Linked DNA regions of Mus musculus: region 2 is linked to region 1. Evidence: chromatin contacts called from public HiChIP or PLAC-seq data. All regions are on one chromosome and are shown on one strand. Each heading gives the region's core, a stretch centred on a gene start, on an enhancer-like site or on the middle of the called end of the contact. The rest is flanking DNA. Distances are from core to core; before and after follow the strand shown. Region 1 has its middle 31 kb from the start of Gm42327. Region 2 overlaps Gm30767 (a long non-coding RNA gene).

Evidence for each region. HiChIP or PLAC-seq counts read pairs in DNA pulled down with a chosen protein or histone mark.
Region 2: a contact with region 1 is called in an H3K4me3 HiChIP or PLAC-seq map of embryonic stem cells, with 19 read pairs. The contact joins two enhancer-like sites. A contact is called at or near these places in 7 of 39 promoter capture datasets (the HPC-7 cell line, cranial neural crest, embryonic stem cells and 4 more), 5 of 484 Hi-C or Micro-C datasets (the Ba/F3 cell line, CD4 T cells, bone marrow-derived macrophages and 2 more), 5 of 115 datasets of contacts at active chromatin or transcription factors (embryonic stem cells, pancreatic cancer cells and vascular smooth muscle cells) and 1 of 9 other capture datasets (embryonic stem cells).

Annotation. Positions count from the first base shown.
Region 1 is chr4:135,016,654-135,023,248 of GRCm38.p6, forward strand. No RefSeq gene overlaps it. Among named protein-coding and RNA genes, the nearest start is that of Gm42327, 31 kb to the right of the region's middle. Within about 2 kb of position 3,773, at least 44 of the 459 cell types and tissues checked have an H3K27ac peak or open chromatin away from gene starts, as enhancers often do. A contact at or near this core is called in the Ba/F3 cell line, the HPC-7 cell line and embryonic stem cells, where this site is marked.
Region 2 is chr4:135,289,140-135,295,015 of GRCm38.p6, forward strand. Gm30767 (a long non-coding RNA gene) reads left to right here. Exons shown (of 3, transcript XR_390830.3): 3 at 1-5. It also overlaps the pseudogene Gm12983. Among named protein-coding and RNA genes, the nearest start is that of Gm30701, 6.2 kb to the right of the region's middle. Within about 2 kb of position 3,867, at least 154 of the 459 cell types and tissues checked have an H3K27ac peak or open chromatin away from gene starts, as enhancers often do. A contact at or near this core is called in the Ba/F3 cell line, the HPC-7 cell line and embryonic stem cells, where this site is marked.

The DNA.
Region 1 (6,595 bases), core at 2,523-5,022:
GGCACCAGCTGGGATGAGGGCCCCACAGTCAAGCTGCTGGCTCCCTTTCCCACCCCGGGATCAAACAGGCACACCTGGGCAGCGGCTGGGCGGCCTATCTCCCAGTCTCTGGGCCTCCTACTCGGAGCTGCAGGCCATCTGCACTTATCCCAGAGGCTGGCTTGGTCTGTGGGGTTGCTCACCAGGACTCTCTCCCTTCCCGAGGGGACTTGGCTCCTTCCCCTCCTCATCGAGCTCAGGATTCGGCTGCACTCTGCAAAAGGGGTCTCCCTGCCAGAAACTTCCAGGCTCAGAGGCTGCCACTCATGATGCTGATCTCGATTGTCAACTTCATGAGAATTTAAAATCACCATGGAAACCAATCTCTGGTTATGCCTGAGAGAAGTCCTCTAGATTAGGTCAATTCAGGTGGGAAGATGCACTCTACATGTGGGTAGGACCGTCCCATGAATTGGGGTCCAGGACGTCACACTAAGGAGGAAGTGGGCCGAGCACTAGCTTTGTCACTTTTGGCTTCCTACCTGTCCTGTGACTCTTGTTCCCACATCCACACCTTCCTCACTAGGATAAACTGTGCCTCTTAGAACTCTAAGCCCAAATAAACTGGATCTTTTCTTAAGTCACTTTTGTCTAAGCCCTGAGTAGAGTAACTAACACATTTGCCAAGGTTACCCAACAGTGGGGGTATCCCCAAACCTAGATTTATTTCTAGAGGGAGAGGAGGTGTTTCTCTGTGTAGTCCTGACTGTCCTGCAACTGGCTATGTAGACCAGGCTGGTCTCGAACTCAGAAATCTGCCTTCCTCTCCTGCTCAAGTGCTGGGATTAAAGGTGTTTGCCTCCACACCCAGCTCAAGTCTCGATTCCCGAACCCATTGGTTCCCAGTCCATGACTCCTTTGTTATTCCCGTTTTGAGGTCTTAATTTATCCAGTCAACAAGTAATTATCGGGTGCCTGCCCTATGTTCAGGGCCACACAGACAGAGAGTGAGGAGTGTGGTGTGACCTGCAGGTGGTGGAAGATGGGCTCCTAGCAGAAGTGACATTTGAGGGACCCCACCACACCTTTCCCCACCCCCACACCAGCATGTGAAGAGATGAGCTCAGAGAAGTGGGGGAAGGGATGCCCCTGGCATGGGACTGAGGACTGCCCCAGAGAGATCTCTCCACAGTTCCAGGCCAACCTGGAAATAGATGAAGGCCCTGGGGGATCCCAGGGGCTCCAGAGCCCAAGGTGGCTGCTTTTCTGCCTTTTTTTGAGAGGAGGAACAGGGTAAGGCGCTAAAGAAAGCATAAATTTGGGACTATAGAGTTCCGAGTCCTGGTTTTGTCCTGGACTTGTGTGACCAAGAACCAGGCTCCTCTCCTCAGGTGGTCTGAGTTTACCAACTGAGGATGGACCACAGAACTCTGTGTGAATGACATGTGGTGAGGAAGGGAAGACACAGAGCAGGGTCACACAGAACCACCCCCTCCTCCCCGCCCTCCCCAGTTAGTAGGAGACAGTGTGGCCCAGTGCGGGGATCATGCCAGTGTGTGCTTCCTCTAGGAGGGGAAATGGAAAACTTGCAGTAAAGACTGTTGGACAGTAGGGGGCGCCAGCCGAATGACCAGCGGTCGGTTCCAGGAAGGTGGAAGTAGTTGGTCTGGAGTTGGCTTATGATGGTTGGTGGCTGCAGGAAGTCTGACTTCCGAACAGGCTTTAATGCGGACTCTTACCCAAAACTCATCTCAGTTCACTGTGTTGACCACTGTTCTTCAGCTTGGAGAACTGAGGATTGACGGTTTTTTACATTTTAATCAGCTAGTTTGTTACAAAAGTAAACTGCTTTTGCCTTGAATGTTTGTTTTGCTTGGTACACAGTGTTAAGACAAATTCTGAGGTATGGATTTGACTCCACAGCAAAGGATCCTAAGATTCATTAGTAATGTCTGTCAGGGTGAAGCCATGGAGGGCACAGCAGGCGTGTCCGGTATCTGCCACCTCTCTTTAAAGCAGTTTCATTACTGGACAGAATTGTCTATCGATGCAGAGATGCTGGGTTGATTTGGGTACGGTCTCCCTGCAAGACCATGTCAGAACAAGGAGCCTACTTGTTGATTCGTCATGGCTGTGAGCATGAAGAAGTTGCCTCTCTAGACCCTGCAAACCTGTGTTCACATTTACAGCCAGCATAGCTCACAATGAAAGAAGGACATTCAGTATAGAACCACCCAGGGTTGTTCTGTGATACTGGACAGGCTGGTGGGTATTGAGGGCAGGCTGGATCACCCCAGAACCTGGCATAGGGGCAGAGCAGCAGGCTTGGGCAGAGCTCAGGCGTGACCAAGGCTTCTGAGCTGAAGAACACTGGTGGCGTCCATGGTGTTGCACACTTGACAAGGTCCTGTTGGCTGCAGGTCTGCTCGTGGAAGAGAGTACGCTACCTGTGAGGGCACCTGGAAGGATCTGAACCAGAAGTCCCAGGTCAGGCCTTTTTGTGGGGAGCTGGGGGACAAGTGTGGCAACAGCAAAGAGCCAAGCCTCCATGAGGCCAGAGTTAGGGAGCAGGGTCAGCTAGCTCTTGTGGGCAGAGTCCCCAACAAAGGGCTCACATGTTCTGCTCTGACTAAAAATAACTGGTGCTTATTGCAGATGATCTAGGAGATGCAATGAAAGATAAAAGCTAAAGCTGCAAACAGCCCACAGACACCTCATTATACAGACAGTGTCTCTCAGCATGAGTCACATCTCAAGTCAGACACAAAGTGACATTGTGCTACAGTGTTGGCCATGAAACTCGGGGCTTTACCCATGCTAGGCAGGCCCCTATTTCCACACACGGTCTCATTGATTTGCCCAGACTGGCCTTGGATTTGCTCTGCAGCCCTTGACTTTCCAATCCCCCTGCCTCAGCTTCCTAAGTAGCTGGAACAACAGTCCTGAATCCCTGGTTAGCCTTATAGTTTTGAATTTTCCTTCCTCCAGTGGCGTTCAAGAAATGGCAGGTGACCGCTTCATGACAGGTGCTTGCTAGCATTTGTTAAAATGCAGATCTTGCCTCTACCTCCACTGACTGAGCCTCAGGACCACCCCCCCCCCCCGCCCCCACCTGAGCTGGGCCAGAGATCAGAGGGGTTTGGACAGGGAGGAGACAAAAGAATGCTCTCTGAGTTTGTCACCAACTTGGGGTTGCTGACAAAAGGGGCCACAGTTCTCTTTGTCTCCCACTTGGTAGAGGAGCTCTGGACCAGTAGGCAACGAGTAGCGCCTCTTCCTCCCTCTCCTCCTCCTCCCTCTCTTCCTTCCCTCTTCCTTCTCCTCTTCCTCTGCCTCTTCCTCTTTGTCCTCCCCCTCCTTCTATTCCTCCTCCTCCTCTTCTTCCTTCCTTCCTGGTGAGGCGTCTCTGGTGAGTTCCTGGAAAGGGCACACTCAGGCTGCATGACAGCTGTCCTCAGGCCTCTTGGGGACCTGAGAGGATGGAGGCCCCTGAGCTGCTGTCCACACCATGTTGGGCATTCACTCAGCCCACACTGGTTTTCTCTACAAACCTTTCTTGGCAACACAGAGACCAAATATGGTTTAGAAGAAATGGCAGGTCCAAGAAGGTGAAGAGTTGGGTTGGAGAGAATCAGGACTCCCCGCTGGACCCCCATCTTCATGCTTTATGAACTTCCAAAGAGGCCTTACAGCAGCCATTGTAGTAGAGAGCTGGTGGGGTGGGTGGGGCGGGGTGTGGGGTGGGGCAGGGCAGTGCTCACAGCAGCCATAGTCACAGCTGGTGAAATGGGGTAGGGTGGGGTGGGGCTCTATAGCATTTCAAAAAGAGGAGTAGGAGCTGCTTAAGTGACTCAGCAACTAGGGATGCTTGCTGCCGTCCCAGAGGACAAGTCTGATTCCCAGCACCCATGCCCGGTGGCTCACAACGCTAACTCCAGGATCTTATGCCATCCTCTGGACTCTACGTGCCCACACACAGAATTTAAAAAATTGTTTAGAAAGAGGAACAGTGGAATTCTGGGAAACCACTGACTAGCTATGAGGAGTCTTAGAGCATTCCAGATCAGACCAAAGCAACTGGAAAGGCAACAGTTTCCCTTTGGATAGGTCAGCAGGCTGTGTAGCCAGAACAGGTGGGTCAAATTAGCTAAACCTCCCCAGCCTTCTGCCCAGCGCCTCTCCCTCCTTCCCAAACCAGAAAGCCTTAGTGAGCTCGTTTGTTCCAGTCCCTCCAGCTACCTCTCCTTCCTCTCCTCTCTGGGCCCCATGGCTCCTGCTCCTTCCTGGAGTTGTTCTCTTGCTGGTGGCTGAGCTGGGGGTCCTCACTCCTCCAGCCCCAGCTGAGACCCCAGGGAGCAGGCACACTGTGAGTGATTCTGTCAGCCCATGTCCTATCGGCCTGTGCTCTAAGGGGTGGGTGAGGACTCGGGACAGCTGACCTGGAGGAGAAGGGTGGTCATATGGAAGGCATGACACTGGGCAGGTTTTGTTCTGAAGGGCAGACACAGGACCCCCAGCAGAAGCTAGCATGCCCATTTTTCTGCTTACTCTAGCTTCTTTGCTTTTCTGGCTTTTTGTTTGTTTGGTGTATTTTTGCGGCAGGGTTTTGTGTAGTTCATGGTGGCCTCATTGGGTCGCTTTGTAGCTCAAGATGACCCTAACTTCTGATCCCCCTGCATCCATCTCCCCAGTGCTGACATTATAGGCATGCCCCTCATCCCATATGCATGTATGCATTTCCCTCACCCCCTATATGTATGTGTGTATGCAGCACTTGGGAGCCACCAGGGCCCCACACATGCTAAGCACACTCTACCAACATCTTCAGCCCTAAAAGTCACATTTCCAAGTCCATCTGTCTGTCAGCTCAGTGTTGGCTAGTTGAGTATATCCGTGGCCCTGTCTTCACATCTGGAATTCAGACCTGATAACTGAAGCATCAGCCGCCATTTTGGAACACGAAGTTACCTATAGCAAAGATGAAGCCATGTACTGAGGCTGGCAAAGGAGAAAGAAATAAGAAACAGAGATGCGGCACCATCAGCTTCTACACTTGAGCCCTTGCTTCCTGACCAATGGGACACAAACCTTCTGTTGTAGTCAGGGTTACCGTTGCTGTAAAGAAAAACCATGACCAAACTTAGGGAGGAATGGGTTTATTTGTTTCACACTTCCACATTGCTGTTCATCATCAGAGGAAGTCAGGACAGGAACTTAGACATGGCAAGGACCTGAAGGCAGGAGCCATGGAAGGTTGCTGCTCACTGGTTTGCTCAGCCTGCTTGTTATAGAACCAAGGACCAGCATCCCAGGGATGGATCCGCCCACAACGGACTGGACCCGCCCACATCAATGACTAATTAAGAAAATGTGCTACAGGTTAGCCCACAGCCTGATCTTACGAAGGCATTTTCCCAACTTAGACTCCCTCCTCTCAGATGTCTACAGCTCGTGTCAAGTTGACATAAAGCTACTCAGCACACCTTCCTCTTGTTCGGCCCACGGTCTCTGAGGTTTGCAGGAGCAGTCAAACCCAGTCTGATGCACTGACTCAGTTTTGCTCCTCCCCTTCTGGACCCGCAGGGGACCCGTGCTCTGGGGAGGTCACTTGCTGCCTCTCACTCTACAGCATCTGTCCTGCAGCCTTAGGCGTGTCACTTGCCCCAACCCATCCCTGCTTTCCTTTGCAGGCCCCCCATTGCGCTCACTCTCCCAGATCCCTCTACCCACCTTGCATACAGCAGTCACTTCTTGAGGGCTGAGGGCTGCTCGCAGCTCAGAGTAGAGCTCACTTTCAGAGTCAATGCCAGATGCCATGCGAAACGTTTCATCCGTGCCCATAAGCAGGGACTTTCGTTGTCCCTGTTCCCACTCTGACTCTCAGAGCGACTATATCTCTCCTGTCTTCTTTGCATCTCCAGACATTAGCCAAATCACCTTGAAACCCCAGGTCCCTTCCCAGCAGAGCATCTGGGTATCTGCCACACCCAGCCACTTGCTCCTGGTCTATATGAGGCTCCTGCTGAATACTTCACATAAAAATATATCTTTTTTTTTTTTAAGATGTGTCTTGATCAAAGCAAATCCCAGACCTAGCAGGTTGTAAAAACTGTTTCTTTTTCAGACCTACAGTCAGAATCTTCTAAGAGGGGCCCAGAGATGAGAGGTATCTAGCACAGGGTTACACAGTGGCATAACAGCAGGTCTTGTCACAGGTCTCAGTCCTCAGGCCTATTCTTACCTCTTCAAGGACCCTGAAACTACTCTGAGCTGTAGTCTGGACTCCAGGTCCTCCCCCAAAGCCCCAGCAGGACTGCCCAGCACCCAGACTTTGGGCCCCTCTGCTGTGTCTGCAAAGTCTAGGCCTGCTGGGCACCTATCCCTTTGAATTGGAGGCCATGGTGTTCAAACAAAAATGCAGAGGCCCCTCCAGTCACTGCTGGAATCTGGTGGGGGGACAGGAGTTGGGGAGTGGGGGAAGGGAGGCAGAGGTCAGAGGGGAAACTGAGGTTTGGAGAGAGGAGGAGTTATATTTCATTTTGTATGTCAGTGCCAAGGATCCAGCAAGCTCACAGAGGGAGGGTACATTCTGTTGTTGGTTTTCGGTTCACACCAT
Region 2 (5,876 bases), core at 2,617-5,116, 270 kb after region 1:
GGAGGCAGAGGCTGGCAGATCTCTGAGTTTGAGGTTAGCCTGGTCTATAGACAGAATTCCAGGACAGCCAGGGCTACACAGAGAAACCCTGCCTCAAAAAAGAAAGAGGGCTAGAGAGATGGCTCAGAGGTTAAGAGCACTGACTGCTCTTCCAGAGGTCCTGAGTTCAACTCCCAGCAAACACATGGTGGCTCACAACCATCTGTAATGGGATCTTCTGGTGTGTCTGAAGACAGTGATAGTGTGCTCATATACATAAAATTAATTAATTAAAAAAAACTAAAAACAAAACAGTCTTGGCAAGACATGCTGGTGCACATCTTTAGTCCCAGTCCTTAGGAGGCAGAGGCAGCTGGATCCCACAATGTGAGATTCTGTCTCAAAAACAAAACAAAACAAAGACATTCTATGCATACATGCTTAGGTTAGTGTACATATAGTCACAGAGGATCTGCTTGCTTGCATGTGTGTTTGTGCGCTGGGAATGTATGTGTGAGGTGCATTTGTGTGTACCTAGGTGGGGAGGTCAGAGGTCAACATCAGGTGTCTACTCAATATCCATATTTTTTATTTATTTAGTTTCTTGTTTTTTGAGATGTCTATTAATAGTAGTAGTAATTATATTATCAATTGTACATAATATATAATAACACATAAAATATTAATATTGATGTTAATATTAATTATTATTACATCTATTAACTTGCGTTTGTGTGTAATTTTAACTTTTTTCAAATTCATTTTTTTTTTTCGAGACAGGGTTTCTCTGTGTTGCCCTGGCTGTCCTGAACTCACTCTGTAGACTAGGCTGGCCTCGAACTCAGAAATCCACCTGCCTCTGCCTCCCAAGTGCTGGGATTAAAGGCATGTGCCAACACTGCCTGGCTCAAATCCTATTTTTTTTTAAAGATTTATTTATTTATTTATTATATGTAAGTACACTGTAGCTATCTTCAGACACACCAGAAGAGAGCCTCAGATCTTGTTACGGATGGTTGTGAGCCACCATGTGGTTGCTGGGACTTGAACACTGGACCTTTGGAAGAGCAGTCAGGTACTCTTACCCACTGAGCCATCTCACCAGCCCTCAAATCCTATTTTTAATGATGGTTCTTTTTTGTGTGTTTGTTTTTCAACAACTAGTATTTTATTCAGATAGCAGTTCCGTTACACATGGTCCAAGAACATTCAAATAAGAACTCAAATCGGAAGTTAAAGGTTGGTTTTCAGACATCATAGCGAACAATGAATGCCACGTTTGCCTATGAACTCTCTGATATAAAACCACATCCACACCTTAGTGGCCACCAAACCGTTCAGCACAGCTTCCTTCACTGTAAGGTGTTTGAAGCTACCAGTTTTAGCACTTTGAATGATTTTTTTCACACTCTGAATAGCTATAGGGATTTCACCAGGGGTTGGGGGGAACCATCGCAACCTTGGCGTAGTGCCAAAATGTGACCAATCGAGGTAAGTCATGGCAAAGGCCACCATCAACGGTGCCTTCTCCTCAAAGTGGCAGATGAATTTGGCCATGGTCTAAGGTGGAAGGTATGTCTCCCCGGACCACCGGCTGAATCTTAATGATGGTTCTTAAATGCTTTAACTTCCCTTTTAGCCCACCACCCACCAGAGGTAGTGGGAAAGAAAGGATATGGGGGAAGTGGGCCTGTTTAGAAAGGTTCTTTGGAGCAAATCCCTTCTGTGTGGTCTGGAAATCGGCAGTTCAGTTCATAGGTTAGCAGGCAGCAACAGCTCAACCCACTCACACACACCTCACAGATACACCAGCAGTCCAGCTCAGTAGAATCAGGTTAGCAATAGCAGCGGCATGACCTAGCAGAGACAGCCAGGCCTCAGCCTCCGCTCAAGTCAGCAGGGGGGACCTGGAAGGACACCAGAAGTTCTCCTACACCTCCCTTGACTCAGCACAGGCCTTGCCTCAGCTGACATCACTCTGCCAGTCAGCCCAAGTGTATGGAAGCGGAGGCAAGAAACTGCAGCACACACCATAAGTTTTTGGGTGTGTTTTTCTCTATGGTGTCCTGACAAATGCAGCTCAACTATGCAATGTAAGGCGGACCAATAAGTTCATGTTGTCAGCAAAGAGTCCTTCATCACGTGTCCTTTCATGTGCTTGCCTTAGCTGAACATCCTGTCTCCTGTGTCTGCTTCAGCGAAACGTTCCTCCCCGAGTCTGCCTTAGCCTTTCACACCTGTGTCCACTTTAACGAAATGTTCCTTCACGTGTTTGCCCCAGCAAACCACCATCCAATCGACTTTCCAAAGAACCCTTAAGTTTCCACTTGAGTGTCTGCACACATACCTGACATGGTACCCCTGAGGAGGCCAAAAGGAGCCTGTTCTTCCTTCCACCATGTGAGTTTTGGGGGGTGGAACCCAGGTCATACAGGTTGGCAGCAAGTGTCTTTACCTGCTAAGCCATCTTGCCAGCTTTCCATCTTATTTTCTGAGAGAAAAGCTCTCCCTGCACCTAGAGCTCACAGATTGGCTAAGCTGGCCAGCCAATGAGCTCCAGGGACTCACCTGTCCGTGCTGTGCCCACCATCAGGCTGACTTTTTATGTGTGCGCTGGGGATTCGAACTCAGGTCCTAGTGCTTGCCCACTGAGCCACCTCCCCAGCCCCCAGAGGGCTATCAACAATGAATTTTCTTGTTTTTTTCTTGAGGACAAGTTCATGGGAAAGTAAAATCTGTTCTTGAGGCCAAGCTGCCACACCAGTCACAGCTGACATTCTTGAGCTGAGCCTCTACAGCCCCCTCCTGCTGGCCTGGTATCTGAAACAATGAGCGATTCTGAGCCACTATCTCCAGCGTCTTAGATTTGCCTACACATCTCTCTTACTTCTTCTCAGCTCTCAGAGACAAACTGGGGCGTTCTTTCCTTGTGTACCGGATGTGTCCCCGCCTGGTGTGAGCAACTAAGTACTCTCTCCTTCCTACTGCCAAGGTGGGGACCTGAGTCCCCCTGGAGCCACCCGGATTTGAAGCTCAGCTCCACCCAATGTGTAGCTGAGAAAAATCACCTAACCTTCCTGTCTCTATGGGGAATAACAGTTTTCCCAAGTAGATAAAGCTGTCACAGGACTTATTCAGCCATGTTCCCTGTTGTTACCCTCTCCCCTCTCACATGGAGGTGACAGCAAGGATGATAGAACTCAGGAATTTTTGCGTAGCAGTACAGGTACTCTATCTTTGGGCTACACCCCTTAGCATATAAACTGAAGTTCTCTCGAGTCTTGTTTTAAGACAGCTCACGGGGATATCTCAGGCTAGCTTTAAATTCACCTGAAAATGAAGACGTCATTGAATTTCTGATCCTCCTGTACACACCCCTGTCATATGAGGTGCTAGAGATTGAACCCAGGGCTTCTAGGCAAGCACGCTTCTAGCTGAGCCACGCCCCAGCTTCAATTCTGGCTCTGAGGCTGGCGTCAACTTCTAGACTCCCCGCTGCCTTGGCGTTTGAAGCCCATAGACCTTTGCTCATGCTGTCCCCTCTGACCCTGTTCCCATACTCCCCCTGCCGCTCCACGCTCCGTGTCTTTCTCAGGTTTCAGGTTTCAGGCCTCCAGGGATCTCTGGCAAACACACCTCCACCCTCAGTCCAAATAAACCACTTCCTCCGGGGATCCACAGCACAGAGTGCAGGGCAGCTCCTTGCCGCTTAAGTTGTTTGTGTAACTCGAGGTTCTTCCCACCCTAGCTCCAGCCCACAAGGGTCACTAGCTCTCAAAGCTCCATCCACAGGCCCCTTGGGGCTTCCCAACAAACTCCCCCTCCCTCCAGCCCTCTATGGGGAAGTGGGGTGGGCTCACTCCTACCCATCTTTGGGCTCCAGAGGTTTCAGGCACTGTCATTGGTCCAGGGTAGACCACATGACTGAGCTCACCCAATCATAAGCGGCTGGTGTAGAGACTGATTTTTCTCCTCCCCTCCCCTCCCCTCCTTTTTCTTCTTCTTCTTTTTTGTATTTTAGGTTTTTGTTCTTTACTTTTTTTTTTCAAGACAGAGTTTCTCTGCGTAGCCATGGCTGTCCTGGAATTGACTCTGAAACTCAGAGATCCTCCTGCCTCTGCCCACATGGCCAATCTGTTACTTTTTGGTTTGGTTTGGTATTGATGCAGACTCTCACTCTGTACTACAGGCCGTCCTGAAGTTTGCTCTAATGGCCGCAGACTCTCAAACATCCTCCTGTCTCACAGCCTTCCCAAATGCAGAGATTGCAGGTTTGAGCTAACAAACCCTGCTTAGTCTCTCTCTCTCTCTCTCTCTCTCTCTCTCTCTCTCTCTCTCTCTCTCTCTCTCTCTTTTGCAAGCTCCAGGACACTTTGTCTCCAAGATGTTGATGGCAGCCACCAATATCCACTACTCTTGGATCAAAGCTCAGAGCAGGAGACATAAGGTTCCTCGGGCTTCGATTGAGACACTGTGTCCATCAATCCCCACACGCGGCATCTCCTTGAGACTGTTCCCTGCTCTCCACTGTCACCCGCAGCAGTCAGAGTAGTTTTCTAGGCACCTTGACTCAAGGAAACCGGAATGGACGGCTCTGGTGCTAAAAGGAATCTCAGGACTAGCTAATATGAAGCAAAGAGATTTTAATGAGATATTTGAAGCCTGAGGGTTGGGAGAAAGAGAGACACTCAGAGGATGGGAGACACACCGGAGACCAAGAGTCTGGGACTTTCAAGGAAGAATAAGACAGAGCAAGCGAGGGCCCAGGCACCTCATGGGGGGGGTATCCCAGCCCCTGGTGTTTTTCAATGGTCATGTGTAGGATGTTGTAGGGTTTTGGTTGCTAAGAAACCTAGGTGAGGTCACTGGGTGGTTCCCAAGGCAGCATCTGACAGGATTAAGATTGATGAGGTAGAAACCAACCCATAGGGATACAGGAAGGTAGGCTATCTTTAACTGTAAACAGCTTCAAGTTCTGTTTGGAGAGTTTCAGGAAATATCTACGGGAAGGAAAGATGCCCACCCAAGGTCATATGGGTTCAAACTTTAAACCTGAGTCATTATTATTGGCACATAAAGGACTATTTTTACATTTGCAGGATGTGTTAACTGTATCAGAACCTCCAGAGCCAGAGTTAGAGGCAGTTGTAGGCTCTCTGAAGTGAGTGCTAGGAACCAAATTCAGGTCCTCTTTGAGAGCAGTAAACACTCTTAGCCACTGAGCCATCTCTCTAGCCTCTCTTCCTTCCTTTCTTTCTTTCTCTCTTTCTTTCTTTCTTTCTTCCTTCCTTCCTCCTTTTTTTTTAAGATTTATTTATTGTCATATGTGAGTACACTGTAGCTGTCTTCAGACACACCAGAAGGAGGTGTCAGATCTCATTACAGATGGCTGTGAACCACCATGTGGTTGCTGGGATTTGAGCTCAGGACCTCTGGAAGAGCAGTTGGTGCTCTTAACTACTGAGCCGGCTCTCCAAGCCCAGGTCCTTCTTTTTTATTACCTCTTATATAACTACTTAATCTTCTGGTTTGTTGAAGCAGTTAAGTCAGACAACCCTTGCCTGACTTAATGCCTGTCAAAGTGGCTACCCTTGAAAACTCCAGCACCACACTCATCACAAGGCCGTTCTCGACGTAGCAGCTCTGAGAGAAAAGGTATCCTGGCAGTCGGGAGCCAAGAAATACTACCAAGTCACACCACACAACAAACCTCACACAAGAGGTTTATGGGGAAAGACACCTGAGGGTGCCCACCGCGGCTCTGAGAGAAGCAACAAACAACTAAGCAAGAGGCAGGCTTTATGTAAGATAGAATTTTGGGGGGAGGGGTTCCAGGGTGGCCCGGGATTGGTGGGATTCTGTGACCTAATTTATTTACTTATCTATTTATCTCTGTA